Linked DNA regions of Mus musculus: region 2 is linked to region 1. The links are chromatin contacts, called in public HiChIP or PLAC-seq maps. All regions are on one chromosome and are shown on one strand. Each heading gives the region's core, a stretch centred on a gene start, on an enhancer-like site or on the middle of the called end of the contact. The rest is flanking DNA. Distances are from core to core; before and after follow the strand shown.

Region 1 (3,282 bases), core at 245-2,744:
AGTTTTGGCCACTGTTGACCCAAAATTCATGGGACCCAATTTGTCCAAGACAGCTGGATTTTCTTTTGCAACTCTGAACACCTGATATTCTGGCTGACTGCAGGAAAGAGATGAACACCTGATGTTCTGGCTGACTAAAGGATAGAGAGATATAGTATTTTCTTTCACCCCTGCCTACAGATCTGAGAGGAGCTCACCGGTGGATAAACGCCATGCTCTAAAGTTGAGTTTCTTTCTAGGGCCTGAGCTGGAATGGGGGCCTTACACTCTGCGTGTGGGATCCACGGAAGCAAAAAGAAACTCAAGGATTTCCCTAGACAGCAGTTCTTCCAACAACATTGAACACCCTTAGGATGCCTTGTTTGCTTAGGCTTTAGATCTTGAAAGACAAATGTGTGACTGTTCACACTAGTCTTAGAAACATCCCATGAAAGGACTCTCGGGACATCAACCTAGAAAACAGATTTCCAGAGATTCTAGGGAGACCTTTGGCTACGTTTGTAATTGAGTGTTGACAGGATCATACGAAACCATAGCATCAGGAGCATTATTGGCCCTCCAAATCTGCCTGTTCTGTACCCAACCAACTATGTATTCAAAATATTTAGGGAAAGCTATATGAGTCTATACCCAATATCTCCTACCTTTTATGCCTTAATTACTTATTACTAATATAAAACACCTACTTATATAAAATTTGATTGTATTAGGTATTATAATCTAGGGTTGGTAGTGTACATGAGAAAGCATGGGTAGGTTATGTGTACATTCTGACATGTCATCTTAGCCACTTGAGTATGTAGAGCCTGCCATCCATAGGGTCTTGAAACAAGCCTTCCCCCAAAGATACTAAGACAGTTTGCATTTACTAGAACGCTGGCTTTGTTTTGGAGTTGCTGATCTGTGACCATTGTTTCTAGTAGGGGACTGACAATATACTGTTCAGAAACATCATCAGTTCCTCCTCCTCCCTTTATTTGAGAGTCTCTGTTTGATTTCTGCTTTGCACAGAACGCTTCCAGCCCCAGTAGTGTCCCAAAACTCATCAGTCACTCAAGAGAATCTATGGCTATGCTTTGCATGGGCAAGTTACTACGGAGGGCTATGAACTCCACCAGAGTCTGCAGCCTTGATTTGACATTCTGCAAAGTTGATTTACATGAACTCCAGTCAAATGCTGTACAACTTAGAACCCCCATAACTTGTGCCTGAGGCCCTTCCTCTCCCTTCCCTTCTCTGCTCAGATATCTCTTCCTGTGTGTCCCCACAGGGTGCTCAGTGAGTCTGCCTTTATCTTTTATCTGTGGCTCTGCCCACAGAAGACACAATGAAAACGGTCTTCCAGCACTGGAAAAATAGATTTACACCCAACATGTGTTAGCGTCTTGTTTCCAAAGTGTGAATGTGACAAAATAAAGCTGTTTCCATTACAGCCTACAGACTAGAATCAGCAGAGCTTGCCCTGGAAACCCACACAGGGTAGCCTGCAACATCTGGGGCTGGCAGGAGGAAGCCAGCCCCGCCCCAACCTGTAACCACAATAAGCAGTTTAGATAGAGGGCTACAGGGACTCTCCGTGCCAAACTTCAACAAGTGTGAGGAAATGTCCTTTACAGAGGATGAAGCAGGAAATATTTTAACAGCAATTTAGAGTATATTCAGAATCACTTATAGTGAATGAAATAAACAAGCACAATCTAAAAAAATGTGTGCATTAATTAATTAATTAATCAGTGTTAAACTGTCTTAGTATCTTTGGGGGAAGGCTTGTTTCAAGACCCTATGGATGGCAGGCTCTACATACTCAAGTGGCTAAGATGACATGTCAGAATGTACACATAACCTACCCACGCTTTCTCATGTACACTACCAACCCTAGATTATAATACTTAATTATAACCTAATTAATTAATCAGTGTTGTTTCTGAATACCATTTGGGTAGATTGAATAAGGAAGAATTTATAATGTTACAAAACTAAAACAATCAGGAGTGAAAATGATGGTAGCTGCTGAAAATATTTGCATTTTCCTGCAGTATTATAAGAATACTTTCTGGATCCCCCTAGATCCCATGCCCTGTGAGTCAGTGAGGCTCCCCCAGTTCCAAAGTAATCCATGTATTTTCATTTCCGCAAAGACAAGTACTTTTTTAGGCAAGGATATGCTACTAATGTCTACTAAATTATCCTTTATGTATATTTATTTAAAGTGTCACTGGAATCTCACTCTGTTCACCAGTGACTCCCTGGCCTGTATGTTCTCTGCCAACTGAACGGAAAGATATGCACAGTTTGTAGAATGGAAGAAAGTTTATTACAGACCCTTGTGTAGGAAATAGAATTTATTACAGAAAGAAGTGAACCACTCTTAAGGGAGAGAATGAGCAATGACCAAAGGGCTCACTGCTCAGATTTACATTATAAAGCAGGATTCCTACTGGTTATTGAACTACAGGGCAGCTTCCTGTAGGGTAGTGATAGACAGTTTCATTTACATTAACTCTTAAGGGAAGCTGCAATAGCATGTAATGGTGTATATGCTATTACATTATTATTTGTCTATTCGTATACATATACATACAGACAGACACATACATATACATGCATATACATATATGGAACATGTATGTGGAGGTCAGAGCACAGCTTGTAGGAACTGGTTCTCTCTTTCTACCGTGTATGTCCTAGGGTTGTACTCAGGACCTCAGGCTTAGTGGCCAGTCCCTTTTCCTGCTCAGGGATCTTGCTGGTCTGCATGTAGGGTTTTAATCTTTGAGGTAGATGAGAAGGCCTTCTTACACCCAGGGTCAGAGGTATAGATGAATGGGAGTCCATCTTTTAGGCCAGGAAGGGAGAGCTTTCCATTCATGACCCTCCACAAAGCCCAGAAGTATCTGTATTTTTTTTATTGCAGTTTCAATATTAAGGTAATTGTGGTGTTTTTATTTCTAGTGCCACCAGGAAAACAACAGGTGAGGCCCAAAGTCAACTATGGGGGGGGGGGTCCATCCTCAAGGCCGTTTTTATTTATGTAGCTACCTAACATACGTGTGTATGGGTAGCACACCTCTTAGAAATGACAATACTTTAATTTTTAGAAATGCATTATAGTTAAGAGAAAATTGTTAGAGTCAATGTGCTGAACTTCGGCTATGGCAGGCTCATGGTCACTGAGGGCTCTTGGCATGAATATGTTATAGTGACTCTTTACATTGCTCCTCATTGCTTCTTGACCCCCTCAGGAACTTCCCCTTCATTATGCCTTGAAGTTCTATTGAATGA
Region 2 (3,282 bases), core at 220-2,719, 260 kb before region 1:
GTTTTAGAAAGTGTTTTATATTCTTTAATTAGATTATAAATTAGTGGACTTCTATAAGGCTTCTTCATGCATCCTTCTCCCCATCACCCTGTTCCCATCCCTACTTGAAACTTTAACTATCCCCCTGTTCTCTTATGTTGTCCTAGGCCTATTATCTCTCTGATTTTATATTATATATAATATATAACATGCATATACATATATATTACATGTATACTTTTTGAAATGGGATCTCACTATGGAGTCCTAGCTATCCTGAAACGTGTTATATAGACCAGGCTGGCCAAAAACTCACACAGATCCTCCTGTGTTATATAGATCAGGCTGGCCAAAAACTCACATGGATCCTCCTATCTCTGCCTTCCAAGGCCTAGATTAAAGGTATGCACCATCACACTGGGCTTAATGGTATTCTTTTACTTGATCCATAAAGCCACAGATTTCCATATGGCTTCTACATACATCCTTCATTTTGGTGACGTTTAAGTGTCTGGTGGCATAGGCCTGTAATTTACAGTTGCTTGTTAGGCTAAGGAAGGGTGACTGCTTCACTTGTGACAATGCAGCTCAGGTAATAAGATGCTTAAAGCCCAGGTGCCATGCCTAACACCACACTCCTTCTATTTGCCGGGTGTTAGATTTCCAGCAGATGGGTTTCTCCTGCAGGTTGTCTCTCTAGTGGTGACATGTGCTTTGAATCCAGTCTGAGTGAACTGTTCTCTTCCAGGCCAGGGGGGTATGGTGGGAGTGTGGAGATGTGGGAGGGAGGGAGTGGCCAGCTCATTCAGCAAACACAAGCTTAAGGGCTCTGTGGAAGCACAGTCCTTAGCACAGAGACACTTCACTGCATTACCCTTGCTGGGGATTGCACCAGCACTGCCTTCATACCCTGAGAGCCATAGCCAGAATGTATTCATTGTGTTTTGGTCCATGAAAGGGGTGAGGGTCTTATAGGCTACACAGGTACTCCCTGCAGACCACAGGCTATCTAGGTACAGGCTTGGGGTTAGGGTGTTCTGAGTGTGAGAATGGCTGTGACTTTCTCAAATCCCTTTGCTGCAGGGACCTTGAGAAACGGGGTGTCATTCAGGGGACTGTGCAGGATGGCCATACTAGGAGGGCTTGGGCCTTAGGATGGAAGCTTCCAGAGCTCCTTCCTGCCCACCTCTGCAGCCCAGTGGAGCCAGAATGCTCTGTGGAAGGACCTGCTGCTGACTGTAGTCAGTGTGTGTTGCACTTGGTTGCTTGTCTTCAAGCAGAGCTGCCAGGACAGCTGAAGTTGCTGGGACAGAAGGAGAGCTGCAATGCAAATACCTCTGGGAGGCCCGTGGAGTCCACAGAGTGAATGTGTGGAAATCGTGGCTTTCACAAAGAACATTTCTCTAGCTGCAGAGGAAATTAGGCAAGCGGTTTCTCTAGGAGAAGCAGAAGCAAGTGGAAAGTGATTTGCCTTCCTTTCCTCTTTCTCCCCCGGGAGGAGGATGATCCTGCAAGAACTGCCTAAGAGGCCTTTGCTTCCCTGTTTCTACAGATCCCACCCTCTGCCTGCTGGCCATTAGAGTTTCTCTTTTGCAGGTTGCTAGCTGGTGGGAGGGACTGGAGGTCACAGGAACCCACCAGGGCTCTGATGCAGCACTCTGAGCTTCCAGGGTCACCTCCACCATCAGCACTTCGAGTGGGACTGGCGTGAAGCAGAGGACCTTAAGCAAGGGCCATTTTCCTCCCAGGCAGAGTAAAAGGTCTATTCGCAAACAGAAGCGAAAGTTGCTGCAATCTTTAAACAATGAGTTAGGATTAAAACAGAATACAGTAGTCCAGGATGGCTTTCTGGGAATCTTATTGCAAGGGCATGGCTTACTTTGGAAGGAAATTTGACAGGTATCCACCTTCTGTGCCATGTACTGTGCTAGACCCTGGAGAGTCCCAAGGAGCAAGGCAAACAGCTACCGATCAGCTCTACCTCACAGAACTTGCTACATGGATGGAAATGCTTCTTGTTTGTATGATCCAATGTGGATGGCAGCGAGAGCCACAGCCAGAGCCAGAGCCAAATCCAACTTATTGAACATCTAGAATGTTTGCAACCAAGAGGTTGAATTTCCAGTTCTAATTAATTTTAATTAAGTTTGAATAGCTATACTAAGTTCATGCCTATGGCACAGCATTGTTATAACAAAATTTTCTATTTGGGGAATGAAATGTTTTTCCCTGTCTTTCTGGCATCCCACGTTACAGTGATTGGATGCATAGCATCCCTGTCTCCCAGCATGAAGTAAAAAACTCAGATTGCTGTTTGCTTCTGCCAGGTGTGACTTTCCAACATTTCTGTACTTTATTTTTCCATGGCCTCAGAATATCCCAAAGCAATATATGTATATACCTTGCATGCACTATTGCTATGGTGAGAATTTATCACCCCTTGACCCCTTTTAATGCTCAGTATAATCTTGCTGACATTATCATGTGTCAGGCTGCCCACTGGGTCCTTGGGGTGGTGAAAGGTGTAGCTTCCACTAGAAGGGCGATCTTAGGTGTGAACCTCTTTTCTCTAAGGAGCAAGGGTAGTAACTCCTTTGTCACATGTTATTGTCATCGCTGCCACAAAAATATTAAGTTTTTCTCTGTGCTTGTCCCATGCAAATGTTCCTCTGATGACTGCATGTCAGTGACTTCGGGAAATCTTTCTGATCCTTCAGATGATAAGAGCTGGTTGATCCCTGGGTGAGACTCTGTAAGGAAGGCAGGGCAGTGAGCAAGGCTGAGTGATGACTTCTAGCAGAGGTCAGGCAGTTGGCTTTTTCCCATCATGGATATTAGGACAAAATCTGTGTAGTCCTCAGTATGACTTTGTTTGCAGCCACACTTTTTATGACACAATATTGGGACTAACAGAAAAACCAATTCTAGGATATGATTTAGGAGACGCTGATAGCAATTTTATTCTGTGTAAAGCTGAAGTCAGGTGTAATGGCTTACAGGACACAGGGCAGAATTCTGGAGGTCCTTGTGGTTCTGAGCAAGTTTGAAAGCTGAAATATGTTTTGACTTATGATTGATACATAGGTCTTGTACCTGTTGATTGGATGCAGTATGACATGCATTTATAACATGTAGAAGGATCAGATTAGGCCTCAGACATTTGTCACATTTATGCTGGGAGCATTCAAACTGCTCTTTACTGGCTGTTTTGAAATGGTCACATTTGTATGATTTTTTCAGTATGGATGTTGTCATGAGCAGGAGAGAACTAATTTTATCCTAAAGCTAGGTAAAAGGTTTTAT

Evidence for each region. HiChIP or PLAC-seq counts read pairs in DNA pulled down with a chosen protein or histone mark.
Region 2: a contact with region 1 is called in an H3K4me3 HiChIP or PLAC-seq map of the SCID.adh cell line, with 8 read pairs. The contact joins two enhancer-like sites. A contact is called at or near these places in 3 of 15 datasets of contacts at CTCF or cohesin (CD8 T cells, the NIH/3T3 cell line and embryonic stem cells), 2 of 484 Hi-C or Micro-C datasets (bone marrow-derived macrophages and embryonic stem cells), 13 of 115 datasets of contacts at active chromatin or transcription factors (the 230-238 cell line, CD8 T cells, the SCID.adh cell line and 8 more) and 1 of 9 other capture datasets (macrophages).

Annotation. Positions count from the first base shown.
Region 1 is chr11:11,520,218-11,523,499 of GRCm38.p6, reverse strand. No RefSeq gene overlaps it. Among named protein-coding and RNA genes, the nearest start is that of Gm11998, 36 kb to the left of the region's middle. Within about 2 kb of position 1,494, at least 95 of the 459 cell types and tissues checked have an H3K27ac peak or open chromatin away from gene starts, as enhancers often do. A contact at or near this core is called in the SCID.adh cell line, where this site is marked.
Region 2 is chr11:11,783,863-11,787,144 of GRCm38.p6, reverse strand. No RefSeq gene overlaps it. Among named protein-coding and RNA genes, the nearest start is that of Fignl1, 23 kb to the left of the region's middle. Within about 2 kb of position 1,469, at least 17 of the 459 cell types and tissues checked have an H3K27ac peak or open chromatin away from gene starts, as enhancers often do. A contact at or near this core is called in the SCID.adh cell line, where this site is marked.